Regions from separate parts of the Mus musculus genome. Here region 1 is linked to region 2. The links are chromatin contacts, called in public promoter capture Hi-C maps. All regions are on one chromosome and are shown on one strand. The core of a region is the stretch at or near the end of the contact, and the rest is flanking DNA. Distances in the headings are between cores, read along the strand shown.

What was found. Promoter capture Hi-C pulls out the DNA fragments that hold promoters and counts their contacts.
Region 1: a contact with region 2 is called in a promoter capture Hi-C map of the HPC-7 cell line, with 2.0 times the contacts expected there. The contact joins the promoter of Daw1 here to the promoter of Ccl20 in region 2. A contact is called at or near these places in 9 of 39 promoter capture datasets (the 3T3-L1 cell line, 3T3-L1-derived adipocytes, the HPC-7 cell line and 4 more), 3 of 484 Hi-C or Micro-C datasets (adipose-derived mesenchymal stem cells, cranial neural crest and nephron progenitors) and 2 of 9 other capture datasets (adipose tissue and liver).

Annotation. Positions count from the first base shown.
Region 1 is chr1:83,156,679-83,161,675 of GRCm38.p6, forward strand. Daw1 (dynein assembly factor with WDR repeat domains 1) reads left to right here and starts at 3,077. Exons shown (of 13, transcript NM_001372244.1): 1 at 3,077-3,160. The coding sequence starts at 3,121.
Region 2 is chr1:83,114,464-83,119,736 of GRCm38.p6, forward strand. Ccl20 (chemokine (C-C motif) ligand 20) reads left to right here and starts at 2,303. Exons shown (of 4, transcript NM_016960.2): 1 at 2,303-2,439; 2 at 3,333-3,447; 3 at 3,536-3,613; 4 at 4,233-4,704. The coding sequence starts at 2,361. The coding sequence ends at 4,254.

The DNA of each region.
Region 1 (4,997 bases), core at 1,827-4,326, 43 kb after region 2:
TATACCAGCCTTACCCTCAGGAACTAAGTAGTTCCCCAAGCCCCATTTCCTATACTATCCCTTTTGGGTAAGAATTTGAACATAGGATATTTGGAGAGAGTGGAACAGATAGTCAGCCCACTGCAGGGGACAGACCTAGAGTCAGACACTACATTCTGTAGAAGTCCTTGCCAATGCCGATTGCTCATCTATTGAGGAATTGCACAAAACCACTGAGGGTTCCATCCATGAAGGGTGGTAATGTCACCCTGTGAGAAAGCCACACTAAGCCACAGACTGTGATGCAGACCATCATCTGGGCAGTGTGTGCACGTGTGTGTGTGTGTGTGTGTGTGTGTGTGTGTGTGTGTGTGTGACTCATAGCTCAACACACTGGAGGTGAAAGAACTCTGCATACTTGCACACTGGTTGAGAGACTGGTCCTGTGGCTTCTGGTAATGAGTAAGCAGTAAGTCAACTTTAACCTCAATTTGAGCCACTGCCAAGAGAGATCTGAGTCCATTTGACACTCTACCTGCTTTTTATTTAATGACCTGTTTGTACACAACTAGAAGACAATAGTTTTCTAGGAAAATGGCATATGAGAACTTAGATTGGACATTTGTCAAGGGTTCTGGTTTGTTGAATTAGGACCCTAATGTCCCTAATATAAGAGGTCCTTGGAAGGACTACTATGGTTTTGGAAACTGAATAGAACTCAGTGTGCCATTTCTGAATAATTGTTCTCATACAGAGACCAAGGTAAAGGCCTGTTGACTTCTTGGGAGGTCTTGGCCCTGAAGAAATTGGGATTCAACTTGAAGGGTATGTTTAGTTTGGGTTTGAAGAGGTATGTATTGAGGGCTTGGGCCCCAAATGTAGTGGTGTTCAGAAACAGGGTCTTTTGGAGGTGACTGGGTGACTCTAACTTCATCAATAGATTGACCATTAAGGGAGTCACAGCTTAATTGTCTATTGGGAATTAGTAGCAGCTAAAGGAATTGGGGCCTACTTGGAAGAAGGAGAACATTTAGGGGTTCCCTTAATTTTCCCGTCCCCTCCCTCTGTTTGCTTCCTGGCCACAATGAGGTGGATAGCCTCCTGTAGAACATGCTGTGATGTTTCAAGGATAGACCCCCAAAGTGACCGAGTCAACCATAGACTCAAACCTCAAAAGCCATAATCCAAAATAAGCCCTTCATCATTTAAGTTGATTCCTTTCAGGTATTTTATTATAGTAACGGAAAGCTGACCCAGAGAGAATGGGGTGGGGGCAGTGCTGCCTTTTGGATTGGGTCAAATAATGCATTGTGGGCAGGACTTTCTGAATTGTATCCTCTCTTGTGGACTATGACAGCAGATACTGAAGTAACTTGCTATAGTTATGAAGGCAATGATGCTGTAAAAGAAGCCCTGAGGGCAGGTTTGAATTGTTCTACAGAAACCATGCCCATCAAGATTAATCTAATAGTTCTGCCCAGGTATGTGATGAAAAGAAGGACACTGGGGATGACATAGTCTCTCTGTCCTCAATCAGGCTATGGCAGTCATCAAAGAGAAGATTGAGGAGAAGAGGGGAGTGTTCACAAGAAACTCAAGAAGAGCGAAGACCAGAGTGTGGATACTTCATTCCTCCTTAGAATAGGGAACAAAACACCCATGGAAGGAGTTACAGTGACAAAGTTTGGAGCTAAGATGAAAGGATGGACCATCCAGAGACTACCCTACCCAGGGATCCATCCCATAATCAGCCACCAAACCCAGACACTATTGCATATGCCAGCAAGATTTTGCAGAAAGGACCCTGATATAGCTGTCTCGAGTGAGGCTATGCCAGTGCCTGGCAAATACAGAAGTGGATGCTCACAGTCATTTATAGGATAGAACACAGGGCTTCCAAAGAAGGAGCTAGAGAAAGTACCCAAGGAGATGAAGGGGTCTGCAACCCTATAGGTGGAACAACAATATGAACTAACTAGTACCCCCAGAGCTCGTGTCTCTAGCTGCATAGTAGCAGAAGTTGGCCTAGTCGGCCATCATTAAGAAGAGAGGCCCCTTGGTCTTGCAAACTTTATATGCCCCAGTACAGGGGAATGCCAGGGCCAAGAAGTGGGAGTGGGTGGGTAGGGGAACAGGGAGCGGGGAAGGTATAAGGAACTTTCAGAATAGCATTTGAAATGTAAATAAAGAAAATATCTAATTAAAAAAAGAGGGAAGTGTTCAGTGTTCAGATGGAGCCCAAAGTGGTCACAGATACAGATGAGACTGAACGTGCAAGGCAGCTGGAACGGCTTGAAAGAGAAGATGCAGAAGTGGATGGAGATGACGATGCAGAAGAAATGGAAGCCAAAGCTGAAGATGACATTTTGGAAAACAGTCCAATTTACAGAGTACGAGGCAGCCCTTCCTGGCTGCAAACCCTAGACTTGAAAGTTTTCCAGTATTGGAAACTTGAAAGCTGAATATTTTTATTTCCAAGTATTTAAGTATTCAACAAGCCAGAATCTAAATGCCCTCCTTCATGTCAGCTGTTTTCACATAGTGGCTCTAACACCTCAAGTATTTTTCTAAGGGAGTGGCTTGATTTGACCAGAGACAAATCTTCAACAGCAGTCCTAATATTGGGCTTACAGTTTCCATTGCTCATGTCTCTGGAATGGCACCCTTATGGTTCAGAGATTTACCAGAGGCTCCAAACACAAACAATCAATCACAATCTTTCTATATAAAATGTATTCAAGCGAACATCAAATAAATTTCTGGGATATTTAAAAAAATTGCATAATTGTATTTGCTCTTTATTGAAAACTGTATGAACATTTTATTTTCCACAACTACTCTTTTTATCACACTCTAAAAGAAGCTAAGATAATCAGTCGATTTGGAGAAAATTTAAACAGTTAAAGAATTAACTCTTTTCTATGTGGTGGACCAATGTCAAAACTGGGACACACTGGCTGCTCCTCAGATAGCTTGCTACAGCAAGCTATGGCTGAGCGGCAAGCTGAGTTTACCCAGCTCTGGGCTGCCGCTGGGCTCCCCTGTACCCGCCCAGAAAAACTTGCGCACGCGCCTTAGCGTCCTACTGCTGTTTGTTAGTTTCCATGGCTACGAAGCCCCTCAGGGTAGGAAAGTAGGAAAATGAAGCTTAAGAGCCTCTTGCTTCGCTATTACCCACCAGGTACGGGGTTCCCACGAGTGGGCCCTGGCTTCCCTTTCTGGGATGGTCTGGGACGAAGGAGGGGGCGGGGACTCGAGGAAGGGCTCTGAGTAGCCGGGTCTCAGTGACCAATTGGGACAGGTAGTTAGAGCTCCCCAGTCTGGGTCACCCACCTTTTCATACGCTGCCGACCACTGTTCCTTAAAGTCCTTTATGTGACTCTTTGAGAAAGTCTTTAAACTTTTAAATGCTTTCTAGTAAATTATGAGTCTGAGGAGGGAGGGGCCGAGGGGTAGTGAACAGTGACACCCTGGGACAGTGTTTTCTGGAACAACAGAGATGAATCTACTGTTATTTTAAAGTCTTAATGATCAAGTTAAAGCGAAGGACACATGAAAAGAAAAACTCATACTCCACTGAGCGCGCCACCTTTGTCACACTCTCCAGTTTGCTGCAGTAGGAAATCAGTTTATGATATGAACGTCCAAGGTAACCTGCTTTGTGCGCCTCGCCATGTGCCTTTAAAGAAGGCCAGAATCCTTGATTCCAACGTGGTGATTGTGAATAAGCCCACGAAATGCTGCTGTTTTAGAGTAGGGTATGCTTTTCTGGTGGTCATAAGTTATGTGTTGGGGAGGGGGGTGGGGTTTGCTCACCATGAGAGAATAACTGAAATACAACTTGTTGAGGACAAAATAGGAGGAGAACTCTCAGCTTCTCGAAACTCAAATTAAAAATAAAAGGGTCAGGGGTGGGGTGGGGAGGGCCGCAGTGAGGAAAGTTATTTTCTGACCTCTGCACACATGTTCTGTGGCTCTCATGTGTGCGTGTGCACATACACATAACATAAATGAATAAATGTAATTGACAACAAAGCCCTTAAAACTTGGCTCAGGGTAACGGCTGACTACAACGGCTCAATGAAACATTTGGGTAAAGAAACTGCAGAGATTTCAGAGTAGAGTAAGTGAATTCACTTTGTCCTGGTTTCAGCATGACAGTTTTAAGGGTGTGAACTTGAGGAATCTCAGGGCACGTGTCTCGTTTGCCTCAGCAAAGCAGCCAACATTTTTTAGCCAAAATGTCTAATAGTCAAGGCTGTTATTTCTTTCTTTGAGGCCATCCTGATTTTGTTCCTTTTGTGCTTTGTCCCCTGTCAGCAGGTCATAGGTTCAGCATTTTGTATTTATTTTCTTCAGAAGCTACACAGACAATCCTTTACTCGCCCTGACACCACTTACTGCTCCTCTCTGCTCAGTCTTTTCCATCTATCAATAAATTATATCAGCTCTACTTCCAAAACATTTGGTGAATCTCTCGGTTCAGCCCTCTTTCCCCTCCCAGTTCGACTCAGCATCCTTTCCGTTTGCTGACACACTCCAGCCCAGTCCGTCTCTTGTTGGGAAACTTCAGGGTCTGCTCAAGTGCTTTCTTGGCTTTGAGTCTCATCTACCGTTTGCCAGTAGAATCTGAACCCAACACCTCCAACAATCGCCTAGTATGCTCCTGTTAGGCTTAGAATAAGATCTACAGTCTGAAAGAAATGGCCCAGGCTGCTCTGTCGACTTCTAGAACTTTACTCTCTGCCATCTCTATAGTTTAGGTCTCTGACCTATTTTTCTAAAACTTACAAGAAGGCCTGTCATGCACTGTCTCCCTTCTGGACAGAGCTTCCCCTAAACCTCACAATGCCTAGCTTCTCTTTACTTTGTTTCAGCCAATGTAACTGACCCAGAGAAACCTACCTTTTCCACATCTCTTACTGACTTCCTGTATAGCATTTTTTTTTTTTTGCTTTTGTTATATTTATCATGACACTGTGATGGTTAGGTTTTTTTTTTTTTCCTCCCTTAACTGG
Region 2 (5,273 bases), core at 1,053-3,552:
TTGGGTCACATCAGTTTCCTCCACTGCTTTGCTGTCCTGTGCCACAGTTACACCCCCCTACCCCCCTAGTCATTATCATTTCGTCCCTTTGATTGCCTTGGGTTCTGCTCGCTCTACTTTTAAAGTGTCTTGAAGCAGAAGGTAAGTTTATTGCTTAGCACCCTTCTTGGTTTAAATGCAGGTGTTTGCTCACTGATCTTACAGCTGTTGGATTTTATGAAAAAGAAAGAACCAGAAATATGTTTGGTAGAGGCTCGGTATGGTGTGGGGGTAGGGGGTGCCTCTGCAGGCCCATGCTGGGACATCCCTTCACACTAAGGTACTGGTCACAGGTCGGGTATAGTATAGAATAGAGTTTACTTAGGGCATGGGAGGGAGCATTGGAAAAGGAGGAGGAAGGGAGGGAGAGAGAGAGTGAGGGGAGAGAGAGAGAGAGAGAGAGAGAGAGAGAGAGAGAGAGAGAGAGAGAGAGAGAGAGAAGACTGGCTATAAACAAGTGGAGAGACAAGGGGGAGGGAAAAAATGGGGAGAGAAGGGACAGAGAGGGAAGAGAGTAAGAGAGTGACTGGGGTGGGGGGGGGGGGCAAACAGCCCCTTTTATACTGAGTCAGGCATACCTGACTGTTGGCCACTGTGGGGCAGAGCCTAGAAAGAATGCTAACAACAGCCTCCCCTAAATTTTGAAATACTCATCTCAAAGTATTTCTTTACTCTCAGTGATTTCTTTTTTACATGTTGGTTATTTAGTAGTACATCAACCAATGTTCATAAGTTTGTGAATCCCCAAGTCTTCTTCTCTTATTAATTGGTGGTTTGATTTTGTTGTGTTAAATAAAAAACAAAAACAAAAACCCACAGTATATATTATTGAACACTTTAGGAATTTATTTGGACATTTTAGTGATGTATCACATAATTTATCTTAGGGAATCTTTCATCCACAATGGAGAGGAATGACCATCTTATTTCTGGGTGGAATGTTCTAGAGATGTTTATTGTCTAGTGGGTTTGGGGTGCTGCTTAGGTACTCTATTTTGGGGGGTTCTCAGCCCACTTTTTCTGATAATTATTGACAAGTATGAATGGTAGTCTTCAATCTGGACTATTGAAGATTTCTCCTCCTCTCTTCAGCTCTGTCAGTTTTTATATCATATATTTAGTGATACAGTTGCTTGGTGTGTATATATTAATAATATCCTCATATATATTTCTATAATCTTAAATGAATAGATTCTTTAATAATCCGAGACTCCCTCCTTATCTGAAACATTGTCTGTTTTATTTATCACCTATCATGTCTAGTCCAGGTGTCTTTATTTACTTTTTCTTGGTTCTCTTACCACTCAGTTTTCTTGAGTTCTCTATATGGTATTTCTGTCTTATCACACATTAGAGATCCCAATATGTTATTAACATCATCACCACCATCTTTGGACTGTTTTTCAGATTGGCCATTTCTGGTAGTGTTTGCTCTTTTCCCTCCCTTAGGCTCTGCATTAAATATATCAACACAAAGAACAAAAGTCTGGTTGAAGACTTTTTCTTGGCTGCCGTCAAACATAAACAATTTGTAGAGAAGTTGATATGCCATCAAGGTGAAGTGGCGGGTTGAGACTGGTGTTTTCCACAATAGTTTGGGACACCTCTGTCATGTTGTTTTTCTACCTGTTCTGGATGTCATTCTAGAAATTCAGAAACTTTTATGACAGCTAAACACCAACCAGGTAATCACAAGCATGTGTTGCAGCACGTCTGGCATCCCACCTAATCTTTCCCCTCTAGGACTGGATACACAATAGGAGTATGATAGTATGATATGTTCCATTCAGAGTCTGTCCCTCTTTTTCCAACACACACACACACACACACACACACACACACACACACACACACACAGAGAGAGAGAGAGAGAGAGAGAGAGAGAGAGAGGGAGGGAGGGAGGGAGGGAGAGAGAGAGAGAGAGAGAGAGAGAGAGAGAGAGAGAGAGAGAGAGAGAGAGAGAGAGAGAGATTAAGTTAAACCTGGACAGGTGCCATTTCTGGGCCACTCGTCTGAGCTGCATTTCTTCCTCCTACATCCTGAGGAATTAACAGGATTCCCTCCTCCCCTGCCCTCCCCACCCCCCACCTGACCTTCACACCTTCTCAACAGTAGGAAAAGGCAGGAAGTTTTCCCTGTGGGTTTTCTTTGTGGTGACAGGATGAGGCAGATTAATCAATGGGGGAAAACCCCGGGTGAGAACACGCCTTCTTGTGTACATTCCCAGTATTTTGCTATAAGAAGGGCTGGTGCTGGAGCACAGGAGCACTCGCAGGGCACTGGGTACCCAGCACTGAGTACATCAACTCCTGGAGCTGAGAATGGCCTGCGGTGGCAAGCGTCTGCTCTTCCTTGCTTTGGCATGGGTACTGCTGGCTCACCTCTGCAGCCAGGCAGAAGGTAAGGGTGGCGCCTTCTGCTGGTTACAGGAGACTTCTGTCCTCTGGACCATATCTAGGGGTTCCCTGAGGACAGCAGCATGCTAAGGAATATGTCAGGGAGACTGGTTGGCTCATAGATAAGAGGAGAAATGAGTCGATGCTAGCAATCAGGTTTCTTCTCTGCCATCAATCCTAGCAGATGTGAAGAGTGATGGATGGACTTTCAGGGACACTTAAACTTCAGGACAAGACCCAAGTACCATTTCTGGGAGTGATGCGCTAGAGTGTATTTCAAGATATATATGGTCATTCAGAAATGCGTAGAACATTTCACCGCCAGCTTTTTGTTTAATCTCCCAACCAAGTAATGTTAGTAAAGTCCATAACTTATTTTTAAAGTTCTGACTATGACAGTTGACCTTAGTGTCCCCATGAGGCCTGAAGGACATTGTTCTCCAACTTTAAGATAACATTTATCCAGTACCTTACAGCAGGTTAGACTTTAACTTCGAGGCGTGCCCAAGTATTGCTTTATTATATTGTTATCTGCAACAGGTGCATGGCTGGAAACATGTGGTGAACTTTATGAACCTGACTTAAGTGCCACCAGCCAATACAACAGCCCTGGAGTGCTTTGGGCAAGATTATAGGATATAGTCATATAGAATATAGGAGATAGAGAATATAGGAGTTCCCTCTATATTCTAAAGATGAAAGACTATGGTGAATTGCAATGAAGTATCTGCATTTCTTACTAGAGATGGCGAGAAGCCATGGTCTTGTGAATTGTGTTAGTTAAACCAAAACATCCCAGCATACGATTAAAAAAAATAACTGGGAACTATGTTAAAGTGGAGCTCAAAGACATGGAAATTCATTCCTGTGGACTTAATACCTTTTTATGCCTTTTAGCAGCAAGCAACTACGACTGTTGCCTCTCGTACATACAGACGCCTCTTCCTTCCAGAGCTATTGTGGGTTTCACAAGACAGATGGCCGATGAAGCTTGTGACATTAATGCTATCATGTAAGTTATTCACCAACTTAAATTCAGTTCCTTCAGGAATACATGGAAATTTCACTGCATGTGAAAATTTTTAATTTTTGATTTTCAGCTTTCACACGAAGAAAAGAAAATCTGTGTGCGCTGATCCAAAGCAGAACTGGGTGAAAAGGGCTGTGAACCTCCTCAGGTATGGATCATTGAAGGACAAGCAGTCTCTCTCCAAATGATGGGGATAAGGAAGCAGAGAGTGGATCAAAGGTCTGCTGGAGTTCTTCAGCCTAGTGACATTGAACTTTAGAAGGGGGATTTGAGTTAGATCATGCAAGCACAGGATGCATTTTGCAGTTGTATGCCAACACCATCATCATTTTTGATATTATTTTAACTTAATGACTTGTCTCTCAAGGTGTCTTAGAATTCCCTGTGCAGCTGATAGTCAATAGCTACTTGATTCTTGTGGAAAAGATGTTTCCTCATTATATCATTTACATACTTCCTGACACTTGGTTGGTTGCTAAAGCCTGAAAAATAAATTTAATTATGAAGAGTCCAGTGATACTGGCTTATGTCAGTAATGTAGCATTTTATCAATAGATGGTATCTGATACTACTGTGCCATAGATACTGAATTTAGAGATGTTAGATAAGTGTTCACATCCCGTTTCTCTCATTAACTAGCTTAGTTATGTTGGGCAAAGCCATCTTTTCTCAGACTCAAATCCCTCATAAGAAGATGTGATATACCAAAGCCATTCCTATCATCTAGTCATCAATTCACAATTTACGCTTTTCCTCTTTTATTATAGCCTAAGAGTCAAGAAGATGTAAAAAACTGATGCTTTTTTGGGATGGAATTGGACACAGCCCAAGGAGGAAATGATCACAGCTGGGGTTGAAGGCTTCACCTGCACATCACTGCACAGACCTGATTTGTGTCCCAGTGGACTTGTCCAATGGATGAAGTTGATTCATATTGCATCATAGTGTGTCATATTTAAGCTCACATTAGAGTTAAGTTGTATTTTATGTTATTTATAGATCTGAATTTTCTATGTTTAGCTATTTAATGTTAATTTCCCACAATCCATGGGGGCGCTTAGTGGAAGGATTAATATTATGTTTAAGGGAATAGTTTATATGGACCTTTTTGTCAACAATAAGCTATTGTAAAGATATTTAATGTTCTGTTTATTTAATTGCTTCTTAAATTGATATGATTTTCTTATAAAACAGAAAAGAATTATAAGAATATATTGAAAATAAAAGAATTGAAAGGTACTTGTTGATAGAGTCATATATTACTTATTGGTATGTATACTGAAGATATTAAATCATACAACACACATAAGTATTTCCTAAAAAAAATTGTATCTTCACTTAATTCTGCCCAGCTTTCCCCTTTACTTCTGCTCCTCACAGCCTGGGCTTTATCCAAACAAACAGAAAGGTTGCACTTTTGGAATTGGAAGCCATTCTCCTGCATCCTGCACCCCCCACTCCCAATTAGAATGGCCTTATGTTTGAGACCCACAGTCAGTGTTTATTGATATATGCATTTTAGCATAAGTAAGTAGACCCATACACTTGGTGACTGTAGAAAAACAACAACCATTTGAATATGCTTTGGAGAAGTCACTTGACTCATCTTTCTGTCAGCAACTCTTCATCTCAGCTAGGAACATTTCTGTACTTAGAAGTCCTGAGCCTCATATAAAACAGTTTTCCAAAGGAAAACATAGGATGCTCTTAGAACCCAATTGCTCTTAGGAGTCCAAGGGGACACTTAAGGTGGTAAAAGCTAGAGAGAATATAGCAGTAAGGCTCCGAAAGAGTGACATCATTCTCAA